2 separate regions of the Lactuca sativa genome follow, and region 1 is linked to region 2. A link is a contact called in public Hi-C data. All regions are on one chromosome and are shown on one strand. Each heading gives the region's core, a stretch centred on a gene start, on an enhancer-like site or on the middle of the called end of the contact. The rest is flanking DNA. Distances are from core to core; before and after follow the strand shown.

Region 1 (7,447 bases), core at 1,511-4,010, 350 kb before region 2:
CAGGGAACACAAAGGTGGAAGAGCTGCTACAAGGAAGCAAATATTACTTAAATTTTGAAAGGATAAAAACAAAAAGAATGGGAAAAAAGGTATGGAATGCCACTTTCTCCTTTATCTAAAACCTTACCCTCCTAGTATTTAATGACAACATAAAGATAGAATCAAAAAAACTAACGTTTAAGGTTTTAGTAATCAGATTCTCTCATTTAATCGCACAAATTTTGCTGACTATTATGTATTCTAGCTTACTTTGGCATTTCAACGAGCATTTGATTCGACATATTTCAGTGTAATTTCCTCACGTTTAAAATAGACCGATATAAATTTAAGATATTAATGTCTTGCTTCAACCATGAAAAACGAGATTTTTCATAAAGGCAATTTTAAATAAGGGAATATAAATAACCAAAAAACTATTTAAAACATACTTTCTGTATTAAAGATAACCAAGACAAATAATACCAAAAAACACGTCCATGCTGAATAACAATTTAACAAAACACCAACCAAAACTTGTTCTCATAAAAAATAAACTTGTTCAAACAAACTTTAACTAACCATAACTTACCAAAATTACCCTTCTCCCTCAAGCCTTCATGCGGTTATAGAACTTGAGCTTCTCCTGTGTAGTCTGGAAACGCCCATGTCCAAATTTGGAAGAAGTATCAATGAACTTGAGCTTAATCTCCTCAAGCGCCAGCCTGGACGTCTGTGCCAACAAGGATTGACGAAGTGTCACCACCCTCTTCTTGGGGCCCACACAGCAACCTTTGATCAACAAATAGTCATCCTTCACCACTCCATAGTGAGGGAACCCACCCATTGGAGTTATATCCTTCTCAGTCCTACATCAATCAAACATTATTTACACATTAAGTCCTCCTACAACATTTATTTACATTTTTAGTCCTTAAAATAACAAACCTGTCAAACTCAGTAAGAGCAGTATGTGACTCTAGTCCAGTTTTCCCAAGCTTGTAAATCTTCTTGTTCATTTCAGTACGATGATGGTAACCATTCTGCCCGGCTCGGGCAACTGTGAAGGAAACTCGGGCAGGGTGCCACGCTCCGATACACGCCACCTTACGGAGACCTCTGTGAGTCTTACGTGGCAGCCTAGTCACACCCCAACGAGTCACAACACCTTCATAACCTTTACCTTTTGTAACTCCAATTATATCAATCATTTCATCCTTTTGGAAAACTGCATCAATTGGGATTTGCTTTTCGAAAAATCCATAAGCAAAATCCACCTTTTGAGCAATTGTTCCTCCGTTTACTTGAATCTCCATTAGGTGTGCTTTCTTCTGCTTCAACCCTTTCATTTTCCTGATCTGGGTGTGGGCTAAGACCCGGATTACAGTTCCATATTTCTTCATTTTCTCAAGCTGGGATTGAATGTCCTTTTTGCCCTCGTCGGATTCGAATTTCTTTGAGTATTTGGCAAATGCTTTCTTCTTGGATTTGCACCAGTTTTTGTAGAATCTTCTCTTGATGTCTTCGCTCAGATGTTGAGCCCAAACAGTGTTCAATGAACGAAGGCCACGTGGCGTCTTGACATAGGCTACCACTCCAACAACCACCATGGGTGGGGTCTCGATGATGGTCACTGCTTCGCATGTTTCCTTCTTGTGAAGCTCTGTGAATCCAAAGGAAGATGTTTTTTAATCAACTAGATTAATCAAGAATCTGAGAGTTTCAGACTTTTTTTTCAAAGATTGAAAAGTAAGTGGAAATCTGAAGAGGGTTTTACTTGATCCAGGCTTCTCGACATCTCTGACAATGTGAGTCATCCCAGCCTTGTAGCCCAAGAAAGCGGTTAGCTTGCATGGTTTGGTTGGGTCATCCTTGGGGAAAGCCTTCACTGTAATGGATATAAGGAAGAAAGACATTGCATAAGATATAACATGATTTAATCATATCAGATTGTGGTTTTAGGTGTAAGATTAGAAGATGTTAAAGTGATTAAGCCAACAAGGATTTAAGTAAAAGAAACCAATTATTTCAAATTGAAGAGGAAACGTTATTGTTCACATCATAAACCTCAAACTACAAATGAAACAATTTGATGTTGATTTGTGATGCAAATAGACATGGCTATGTTGACACAAAATCGCAAATAAGTTTGTTAAACAAATCCTAAATCATGTAAGTCCTCAATCAAAAAAAAGACAATGCGTATTTTAAGTAAAAAACAACAATGTATACCTTTCCCTCTGTGGCGAGCAGCACGCTTCCTGGGAAGAAATCCAAGGGAACCATGTCTGGGGTGCTCAAACTTCCTGTGAGACATCCTACTCTTCCTCCTCCTTCACCTTTAATGTTAAAAAAAAGAAAAAACAATTAAAAACAATACACACCTCAAATGAGCTTTAAATCGAAGTATAAACAAGCATATACATCTCTAAATCGACGAACACACAAAAATAGAGGATTCAAAATGATTGCAAAAGAAAGATGCTTCTCTTTAATCAGAATAAAAATCGTATATGGTCAATTGAAGATGTTCACACAAATGCAGATCGACTAAATTGCGAAATTAAACCATATAAAGGTTATCATCTATGATTAGCATGCGAAAATAGCAATCGAGGATCAAATGTGTTAGAGAGATGTTGAAAGGATGAGAGAACCTGCTAGTTGCTGCGAAGATAGCCGTGCGGCGATAGTTGCCCCAGTGAAATGCATCTAAAACCCTAGCAAAATATATATAATCATCGTAGTTTCCATTGCACAACAAGCCCCCCTAAACTTTACAAAAAGCACAGAAATTCCCCTCAGTTTTCTAAAAGACACCTAACGGGCTTGGGCTAAAGTTGGTTCTTGTCTTCCTAGGCCAGGGCCTCTAACTCTGTGTGTATTTCAATTTTCAAAGGCAATGTTTACATCATATTGATAAAAATTAGAATTCATTTTATAGAAATAAAAAATACATGTTTATTTTGTCTAATAAAATAAAACGCATCATCGTTGTTATTGAAGAATTGTTTATTTACTTTTGAAACAGCATTTGTTGTTAGGGCCTAGTTGAAAATATATTTACTATTTTCAAAAGGATTTTACTAAAAAGTAGTTGCGTAAAATATGGTTTCAACATATTAAATATTTTAATATATTAAATATTTTAATAAGTTTAAAATAATAAAATTGTTAACAATAAACCTATCAAAATATGATTCAAGCTCACCTTATAACTTGTGGCCTCTTTAAAGTTCAAAATAATCATTATACAAGCTAGGGTCTTAAATCCAGCACACATTAAATGATTATGACTTGAACCCTAAAAATTAGGGTTTTAAGTCAGCATACGTAAGTTGCGCATACCACTTTGTCCTTGCGCGTACATGCATGGCTCCACATTTTCCTTGTTCTTACTATGTCGTGCATACGACTTCAGCTAGCCCAAACACATAGAGGCCCAACCTCTAAGCCCAAAATAACTTCATGGCCCAGAACAATTAAATACATTATTAAATAAATTAGCAATACCTTGAAATCACGGATGTTACAGAATAAGAAGCTTCAAATAGACTAACTATGGACACTTAGGCAAGTATAGTCCATCCTTGTTATTCTTTTATCTCATTTGATTATCTTTTCACAAATAACTCCGTCTACCACCATCTATTTTCGTATTAAACCCCTCCCCACCATATTCCTCACATTTTAAATCTTGCATAGTTAAATAAATTGGTAAATATTCCCATTTTTCCCCATTTAAATCTTCAAATAATTGTAAAGTCTTTTATTCAAGGTTTTACCTCCATAAAAAATTAATTTTTTATTATTATTTTATAGTTAATTTTATTTTATTAAAATATTTTTTTTAATTTCCCATTTTTTCTCAAAAAGTTCAAAACTTTTAGGCCCAAAATTACGATGTTACAATTTTATGTGATGTTTTTGTAACGTCCGGATCCTGGTATGTATTTTAAATCAAACTAGTCATTTTTGCAAAGGGACTCGACGAGTTAGAGGCCCAAACTCGTCGAATAGGAATGGATTTTTGGACGCGGGACTTGAAATCTACTCGATGAGTTGAGAGCCTCAACTCGACGAGTAAGATGCCAGATTGAAACCCTAATTTTCAGGGTTTGCACTCTATTTAAACACCTTAACCTCCTAAGGATGGCCTCATTTGTAGTCTCCATCACTCCAACCCCTAGCCATGAAACCCTAATCCACCTTCGAGTGTTCTTGAGCCATTTTTGGGTATTCTTGGTGATTTTGAAGCTTGAGAAGGAAGGAGAAGCTTGAGGATTCAAGAGGAAGGCACTGGATCCGGAAGTTGACATGCATTTCTGACTCATTTGAGGTATAAAGTTGATACGTTGGCTTTCCTTTGCTTAGATCTTCATTTAGGGTTGTATTTTGTTACTTTTGGGCCATATTGAAGTCATTTTTGGGATTTGAGTGTATCATTAGGTTTTGACTTCAGATCTAGACACTCATGAGCTTATAAGACTTAAAGTTGTCAGCTTTATCAAGCCTTGACTATTCCCCATGCCCTAGACCTCTTATATAGCTTAGTTTTGGTGTTTCTAGCTTTGTGGCACCATACATGAACATAAAGTTAGCAACTTTACGTGGTAACTTAGTCCTAGGGGATCAGATCTATGGTTTGGAAGCATTGAACTCGACTGGAAACGACTGAATGAGTTCAGCCTATGGGGGACTCGACGAGTTGTTCATGCAACTCGGCGAGTTGGGTTGTGGTCCCCCAACTTTTTATGTTGCTGGGTAAACTCATTGAGTCTAGGAGATGACTCAGCGAGTTGGCCATGATTTTGGGTTTAGAAGATTGAAGAACTCGACGAGTTCAAGGAGGAACTGGCGGGTTAAGGGAAATGTCTCGACTCTGTTATGAGGAGGAATTCAACGAGTTGGATCGAGATTTCTAGGGTTTTATGGATATGGAACTCGACGAGTTTATGGACCAACTCGGTGAGCTGAGTCAACCAGGATGTTGACTTTGACCTGGATATGGACTTTGACTAGGATGTTGACTTTAACTTTGACCATTGACCAGAGTTGACCCTTAAAGGGGTTATAAGTATGAAAGGGGTAATTAAAGGAGATTTTTATATGTAGGAGTTTGAGAGGAGTTGATCCCAGAGCTGAGGACAATTCAACTATTACACGACATTTCAGGTGAGTTGTCTTCCAGAAGAAGTGGGTCGAAGGCACCAATGCTGACCCACTGGTATGAGCTATAGTAGAGATGATTATCTTTGTGATAATTATTTGGTATGTCACTATCTGTTATGCTTTATGTGCTAATATGTTATGATATTATGTGATAGTGGTAAGAGGGGTAGGATAGACCCCAGTACCGGTCGATAGGCCCGAAAGGGTATGCCAACACCCGGATAAGCTAGGCAGTAAATGACTTATGTGTTTACGAGCTAGAATGTTATATGGTAGAAGTAGGGTTGAAATAGTCTATGGTACCGATCGAAAGGATCGAAGGGATCGAACGGGTAGGCAAGCACCCTGGTATGCTAGGATAGGTACCGGTCGAAAGGACCGAAGGGGTAGGCCAGCACCCTGACATGTTAGGCGAGTTATTGGTTGCAAGAGACCAAAGGGGTAGGTCATTACCCTGATATGCTAGGCAGCTACCGATTGAAAGAGACCAAAGAGGTAGTCCAGTACCCATATATGTTAGACAATATGATTATTGTATGGTATGTGGTATAATGGGGGAACTCACTAAGCTTTGTGCTTACAGTTTTCAGTTTTGTTTCAGGTCCTTCTTCTTCTTCGAATGGAAAGGAGTCGGCACGATAGCAACGCATCACACACATGAGATTATTGAGATTTATACTCTGAAATTATTTTCCTATGATATGTTTTTGAGATGGTTGACATAGGGTTTTCATGATATAAGATAACATTGATGGCATTTTCAGTAATAGTTTTATAAATCTTTGAATTTAAAATGAAATTTTTGGTCTTGAAATTTGGGATGTTACAAATTTCTTTTAATTTCATAATAAGATTGAACGGATATTTAGCAAAGATGATATTTATATATTTTTTATGTTGGATTAGGTGTGTAGGACATTAACTAAATTATTAGCAAAGTCCTTTTGGGTTTCCCTCAGACTAGTAAAAGACTGGAATGTTATTTGGAGAAAGAGACTGATTTATTAATTTATTATATGATTAATAAACTAATTAGAAGTCAAAATAAATAATTTATTAATATGTCTTGAGAAAAATATATCAATTAAAAAATATATTGTTTAATTATAAATTAATTAGAAATTCATTGAAATTGATTTTGGGATTAATTGGAATAACTAAAAGTGGGATGACTAAAGGTGACAATGTTCAAAAGATTGAACATTGACCAATTCTAGAACCTCCCAAGAGGGTTGGACGAATTCTAGAATGGTTCAAGGGTTTTCTTAGGCACTAAAGGTGCATTGGATGCTTTAGGAAGGAAGTTAAGGGGATATGACTTCTCGTAAGAAACTGTCTTATCCTTAGTTCCATTGATCATCTATATAAACCCTCCTTAGGTTTCATATTTTCGGCCATCATACCTCTCAAAATAATTCTAAAAATTCTCCTTCTTTCCCCTCTTTCCTCTTTAGCCTCAAACTGTTAGGGTTTTGGTGTGAGTCATCAGAGGCATGAGATTTCTGGTGTTGACTTTCTGAAGTTCTACAAAGAAGGATTAATAGTTTATTTATAATAATAGACTAAAAGGTATTTTTTCTGTTATCCCTTCTCCTAAATCGAAAATAGCAATGTAGTTTAAAGTTTTTAAATTCAAATTGTTATTTGCATATCATAGTGAGAACATAAATCCTTTAGGGTGTATGCGAACTTAAGGTTTAGGTTTTCCGCTAAAAATATGATTTTTGTTACCTATAAAACCCATCATTTTATTATTTAACTAAATTACAATCTTACATTTTAAATAATGAAAAAAATACTAATTTGATTGTAATATACTTAGTTTAATGAATTTTTATTATATTATATCAGTCTTGTAGAAAAAAGCATTTGAAATAATATGTACCAGTTTAGATGTACATTTTTTACATAATAAAACATGTTGGAGTCTAAAGTTTATTTTGGAAAGTTTGAGTGAATATTTGTTTTCAATGTTCAAATTTTGCTAAAGATGTTCTTAAAGATTTGGAGTGGCTTAGGTGTTTTTTGTTTTTGTAAAAAACTTTTTCAGACCATTTATTTTTGTGCGGCGTAGCGCCACACTTGTCCCCTTGTAGCAATTTGTGTTTTGGAAGGTTTCAGACTACAAAATCTATGCGTGTGTTGTGTCCGGCGCAACACTTGACTTGTCTCTTCAAACATTTTCAGATTTCATTTTTTCCAAGTTTTTTTTTAGAATTTTGGTATAACTTTTTTTAAAACTTTGATTTATGGATTTGATATAATTTTTTTTATAGTTTCCACAACTTCTTATAACTTT
Region 2 (6,795 bases), core at 2,058-4,557:
GAGTCAAATCTAAAATTTATGGTTTTTCTAAATGGCTCAATGAAGTTTTAATTACTACCACATCTTTAAAACATCACTTCATCATCAGTTTTCTCCATAGCTGATTATATGAAACTTTGATGGAGATTTTGGATGTTTCTAATCCTAATTTTCTCATACATGAAATTCCGATAATTATTAAAAAAAAAAAATTGTTTCACGTCATTCGTTAACTAGTTAATTTTATAGCATTCATCTTTCATTGGCTATCTAAACATCCTAGACACTCTTTTTATTAGGGATGTCAAAAAGTTCGATGAGACAAGGGTCTTGTTTGATGGTATTTATTAAAAAAAATTAAGGGATGGGGATGGAGGCGGAGGCAACAGAAAACATGTTTTTAAGTTGTTAGTATAATGTTTTAAGATACCATAACTTTTGTTTTTTTGTTTTTAAAACGTAAAATTTTTCTATAAATAAATATTTGTTATCTATAAAATAGTTTCTTTTAGCTCAAACAATCTCTTTTAGCCTAAAAAATGCAGCCCAAAATAAATTTGGGAGTGGAGGAACAGGGAAATTTCAGGAGTGGGGACAAGGGATGCACTTCCCGTCTTGTTTGCCCCCGTTAACATTTCTACTTTTTATCATGCTAAAGAGTATCCCAACATAACTTACATTTAATAAATTTTCATACATAACTCTTAATTTTATACAAATTTCTATTATTTCAATTTAATATGAAATAAACAAAGCAACCTCATTTGAAGTGGGTCAACATATTGAGACCATGATTTAACTATTGGCAACAAGAACTCATCTCGATTATAATCCTTCTCCGTATGCTTTTTTGACTCCCTAAAATTGCTTATATACATATGGATTTCGTAATTTGTTTTATGGTTTTCTTCTTACTTCACTTTGATTTTATATGCTGAGTTGTCAAAAAACTTTGAATACACATAAGTGTTCGGTCGACGAAAATCAATGGGGATATACGAAGTGACATAATTATTGTGCGATATGTATTACGAAGTGACATAATTATTGTGCGATATGTATTTATATATATGAATAAAGTAAATCATATATGATAAGATATGAATATATGTTTAATTATGCTAGATATATGTAAGCTTTATATCTACATTACAAATGACATGTATATATCATATTCAAATAATTGGTTTGTACTTTATATAATCGAACCATTTATCCATTCCGATTAGGGGCATAGATTTATTAATAATTACTTGGTTTATACTTTATATAATCAATGACATAATTATATACATTCTTAATTCATTAATTTTATAAGAATTTGGTAAGTATGTATTATTAAATTAAAGTATCGGCTAATTAAATCATGTGATCGTAATTTAAATTTATAAGCAACTTATACATTGTAAAATGGGTTACATTTACACTCTCATATTAAGCGAGACACACTTTCGTATTAAGCGAGACATAACATAACTAAATGACATAAAAGGATGTTGGGCATTTCTAAGTTCGATAGTTCTATCAAGGGACATTCATAGATGATTAACCAAACTAAAATTGCATTACGGATGGTTAACCGAGAAGAATGGTTCATTAACTTTTTAAACCTAAATCTAAACGAAAAATATGATTTTGGTTAACTTGTTTTTTCGATTTGATTATTGGTTAACATATTGCCTGCATGCTAATAATAAATGTGTTTCAAAACTAAAACTTCATAAAATAAAATAAATAAAAAAAAACAAAACAAAAATTATGACTCTGAAGAACATGGTCACCATTAATAGCCTGTTGTAATATAAAAAGTTGATTCGTACCCGGCTCAATAAGTCAAATTTGTGCTATCTGGATATCATTATATTTTAATGTTTATCAAGAATATATATGAAATAATTCAGTCAAAACTAAATTGTCTACATGATGTATAACAATAATTATCTGTACAAATCTAAACAAGTGAAAGATTATAACGTTTGATGCAAACTACTGTTATCAAATTCATTGTGGAGATGTGTGTAGCAATTGTGTCCGGGAGAGGGTATCTAATGGATAGTTGAGTATAAAGGATGATGTGTCTACATGATTCTTCTAACCTGTTGATCACAAATGAGAGGCTATGGTCGATCGTAATCCAAGATGGATACATTATTACACTTCGACACCCAAGTTAGAGGGTGATTACTCAAAATATTACGAGAGTTGAGAGAGCATGATGTTGCTTATACCTTCCCATGAGGGTAGTATTTATAGTGGTTTTTATGGGAGATAAGGTCTACATATTATCTAAAGATACACTGTCTCTTTTGAAGGTTTTGTCTGATGTGCTCGTTTCATATAGTGGGTGAGACACGGTAATATGTTCATGCTAGAAAAGTTTGTGCCTTAGCCCGGACTCCGAGTTCAAGATCTTATAGTTGGGTACACTACTAGTGTGTAATCAAGCCAAAAAAAAATCAAAGATTTTTCAACGATTTAGTTAATCATATCAAATTTCAGCATTACCCAACAATAATACCAAAGATTTCAAACGATTTTAAGAGCTTTTTTATCCATGGTCACTCGATCTTAAAAAAACAAAAAAATGTTGTTGGTGATTCATTTTTTTAGGAGTGTGATGGTTTTGTGATAACATTTATTAAGATTTTTATTTTGTTATATAACATTTTTTTGAACTGTTACATGCCGACCATCTTATTCCGAAATCTACATCTATTGTCTTCAGCAAGGCTTGAATTTCAATATTTGGTTGGGGAGCAACAATCCAACTAGGCAACAACATTTGATGTCGGTAGGCCAAAATCCTTTGGTATATTACATATTTTGTTATATTACATATGATTTTTGTGATTTTCTCCATTTTTAGTACATTATTAATTTATTATCAAAATATAATGCCAATAGTTAATTACAATAGATATGATATGATGTGTTTGTATATATGTATGCATGTATACTTTTTCTAAATTTATTATACTTTTCATAATTTAACTGTTATTTTATAATATCGGCTTTTTAAATTGTGTTACTGTTTCTTATTTTTTTTTTTCTATAAATTACACATATGATTAGTTATTGTTAACATAAATTACTTTGTATTTCAAATATTATTTTATACAGAAATAATCATTGAAATAAAACAAAAGGAAGAATCAGACCAAACAAAAGGAAGAATCAGACCAAACAACCTTCAAATTCTCTTGCCCTACTTTTGTACAATACCCATAAAAACAATTCACCTTTCTCTCCCTGTCCTCCTATAAACCATGATTAACTTTGCCCTATGTATCAACAACACTTGTACATCAAGCAAACCCTAGAGAGAAAATGAAGAGAGTTTGTGGTTGCAGCCTGCTTCTCTTAGTTGTAAATTTGAGTTTACTAAATGATGGTTTAAAGGTGTTTGCTATTGATCCCACACAAGGGTTTACCAATGTCCCCTTGACACCAAGTAGCTTCATATACCAGAAACCGTACAACGTCCCACTCACAGACAGATACAGTTTCCATAACGGTATTCGTCGGTTTTGGGTCTATTCAAACGATAAGCCATTCGAGCGTGGAAGCAACACACGACCCAGAACCGAAGTTCAAATAAAAGTAAGCTTTTTTTAATCAAATTTTTCTAACATGGGATATGAAGGATATGCATTGTTTGCTTGTACGGTACAAGTAATCAATACATGTCGTATAACCAAGGATTTTTTTTATTAAAATCCTTAGAGCATTCAAACTAGAATGGCTTTTTCATAAATAACAATTGGAAAAACTCTCTTTTATATTTGGAATAAGTGAGCTCTTCAATTTACAAACAATAAAACCCACAATAAATTGTCTATTTATAATTGGTTGAAAACATATGACACTCGCTTGATCATTGAAAAAACTCTTGGTAAATATTTGTTAATTAACAAGTTCTTTGAAAACTTTTTGGTTTGAGAAGCTCCTTCGATAGTTTTTTCAACTTTAAAGAACTTTTTGGTTTAAAAAACGCTTGAAAATTTTATTGAAAGGTATCATTCATATAAGATTATACGACATTCTTTGTAAATAAAACTATCAATTTCACAATAGAACACAAAATAAAAAATCATATTATTGTGATATCCTTCATATCTTTGTAAAACACATAAATTTCCAATGAATTTGCTTATTTTTATACTTGTTATGTCATTAAAAGAACAATTTCGCAGTCATCTTATTAAAAAGATGGTAATTTTGTAAAAACTCTTCCCCCCTTTTGCTATTTTTGTGATTTTCCCGTGACAAATTGGATAACAAAAGTGATTCGTAGTTGAATTTTTTTTACCTGTATTATATTTATAGTGGAATAAAGTTGTTGCTAATACGGGTTTTTGATGTTTTACTATGCAGCCAGACTACACTTCGGGGATTTGGCAATTCGAAGGCTATGCATTCATACCACATGGAACTTCGGGTGCTACGATTGTGCAAATCCATGGTGCAGCCGAAGGTAACACAACAATATTACTAAGGATCTATAATGGAGACATGAGGTATTACAATGGGGAAGTAATTGCTACTAATTTATATGATAAATGGTTCAAGGTGAATTTAATTCACAATGTTGATGAAGGAAAAATAATGGTTTACATCAATGACGTGAAGAAGTTTGAATCACATGATGAAGGTCCCGGAGACTTGTATTTTAAGTGTGGTGTTTATGGTGCACCGAGTGACACGAGTCGATATATGGAATCGAGGTGGAGAGACATCAAAATATACAAGAAGTCATAGACATGTATATGATATGTATATAAGAAGAATTTAGATGTTGTATATGTGATCTATATATATTATGAAAGTATTATTGTACATGATATTTTATTGAAGTTGAACGTGTATGTAAAAAAAAAGGTAAATTGTGTTTGTAACGGTTTCATGTTGCCTCGCCCATTGGTCTTAACATGATGTTTTTTAAAGGGTTGTAGCTTATAACAAAAAAAAATGATTTAAAGAAAAAGTTGTGTTCGTGAGAATAACCTTAAAACTTTTATTTTAAACAAAAAACTCATGAACTAAAAGTTTATTCCAGATAGCTTCTGGCTTTTATGATTTATATCATTTAACACCTTTCAAAAGCTTAAGGCTATATTTTCCGAACAATTATGCCCATACAGAAGCTACAACTTTCAGCATCTTGCTATCTATATAGAAGCTACCGACTAATTTTGTCAAGATTACATACCATGGGTTAGGGTTTCTATTAGAGTCCATGTCATTTGAACTTAACTAGTATAAGGTATTTGTGTAAAAGACGATTTTAATTGTTTTATTTATTTTATAGAAGGAATCACCAAGGTTTATAATGGACAAATGGATGAAAAAAAATCATTATTATTATCATGTATACTCGTAAAACCAAATATATGTAGAGAAATATAATCTTTAAATATTATTAAAAGAGAAACCTTATGACATCATTTAAAACAATCTGAACCGTTGATTGTGTTTTCTTTATATGTTTTACACCCTTAGATCAATTTGCTTACGTCACCTTGATCAAACAACAAGTCAACACGTTATATTAGGAAATTAAATGTAGGAATTGAATGAAAATGATACTTGAATTATTTCCAAACTTACAACTACAAAATTGGTTCCTTATTAATGTAAACCTTAAATTTAAGCTCTATTTCCATTCAAAATTGATTTCCAAATATATTATATGTTAAAATCTCGGAAACTATTAATTTCAAATTTCAAAAGTTTCCGATATTATTATGAACCAATACATTTTCAAGCATGATATCTTCTATTTTAAGTTTAATAGGATTTCAATTGATTATCTGCTAATTTTCATCATATTTACTTGTATATATATTTCAAACCTTTTTAATAATCGATTTACACAAACATTATGTCATAATTCCTCCGCAGAAAACAAATGCAAAAAAAACTTCAACCTTCCCATCAGTCTAATTAGTTGAATAAATGTATGTACTTCTTCCTTAAATCTTTTTAATCTGTAAGTTTGATATTGTTTTCGAATTTATATGTTTTTACTCATTCGTATGGTTCTTTATTGAATACTTATAATTTGGATGTATAATGTTGTTTTTGAAAAAAAAAATTGATGTCGTGCTTGGTTCTTGGTTCCATCTTTTTAATCGGTAACTATGATCCTATTTTCGGGAACAGTAAACTCAATGTTAAAATTGGATGTTATATAAAATGAAATTATGATGTTACATGTGTGTGTATACCTTTGTAAAAAATCAATTGATAAGACAAGAGATGACATGACATAATATAACAGACGGGTTATACAAAAGACATGAACGCCCTCATTAGAAAGTTTTCTTATGTCTCCGGTAGTAACAAAATAAGAATAAGAAATATACTTTCTTAACAATTGATGTGAGATTTAAAGTTAAATATAGTCATATTGTGAAAGATGAAAATAGGCTCCCATATTCTGTGTTCAAAAAGAATTGGTACCATACATGGGCAGGTAAGAATGCACGATATAACAGAAGTGTGTACTCAACTAGAGTCAACATTTGACCCTGAAATACCAAAAAACGCCCCTCAGAACCTTCTAGAAAAAAAAAAATCAGGTATACTCAAGGACCAAAAATGTAATCTACTCTAAACTTAAGTAAAAAAAAAAAGATAAAAAAAAAAAGAAAAATATAAATTTTGTTGTTATGCTATATGCTTTTTAGTTTTGGTTCAAAGGCAAAATGGTCATTTAAAAAAAAAACTAATAGCTAGGCTGTTAACTTAGACAATCATAAAAGTTTTATGAAACAGTGAAACAAGGTCCAAAAACTACAACCTCATTCTTTTAGG

What was found. Hi-C and Micro-C count contacts between places; a contact is called where the count stands out from the background.
Region 1: a Hi-C map of leaf shows a contact between it and region 2, with 6 times the contacts expected there. The contact joins the promoter of LOC111882870 here to the promoter of LOC111890587 in region 2. A contact is called at or near these places in 2 of 4 Hi-C or Micro-C datasets (leaf and seed).

The regions. Positions count from the first base shown.
Region 1 is chr6:176,795,782-176,803,228 of Lsat_Salinas_v11, reverse strand. It overlaps LOC111882870 (60S ribosomal protein L3-1), which reads right to left and starts at 2,760. Exons shown (of 5, transcript XM_023879240.3): 1 at 2,634-2,760; 2 at 2,209-2,315; 3 at 1,754-1,864; 4 at 925-1,639; 5 at 415-845. The coding sequence starts at 2,293. The coding sequence ends at 587.
Region 2 is chr6:176,445,241-176,452,035 of Lsat_Salinas_v11, reverse strand. It overlaps LOC111890587 (citrate-binding protein), which reads left to right and starts at 3,307. Exons shown (of 2, transcript XM_023886691.2): 1 at 3,307-3,579; 2 at 4,354-4,755. The coding sequence starts at 3,307. The coding sequence ends at 4,737.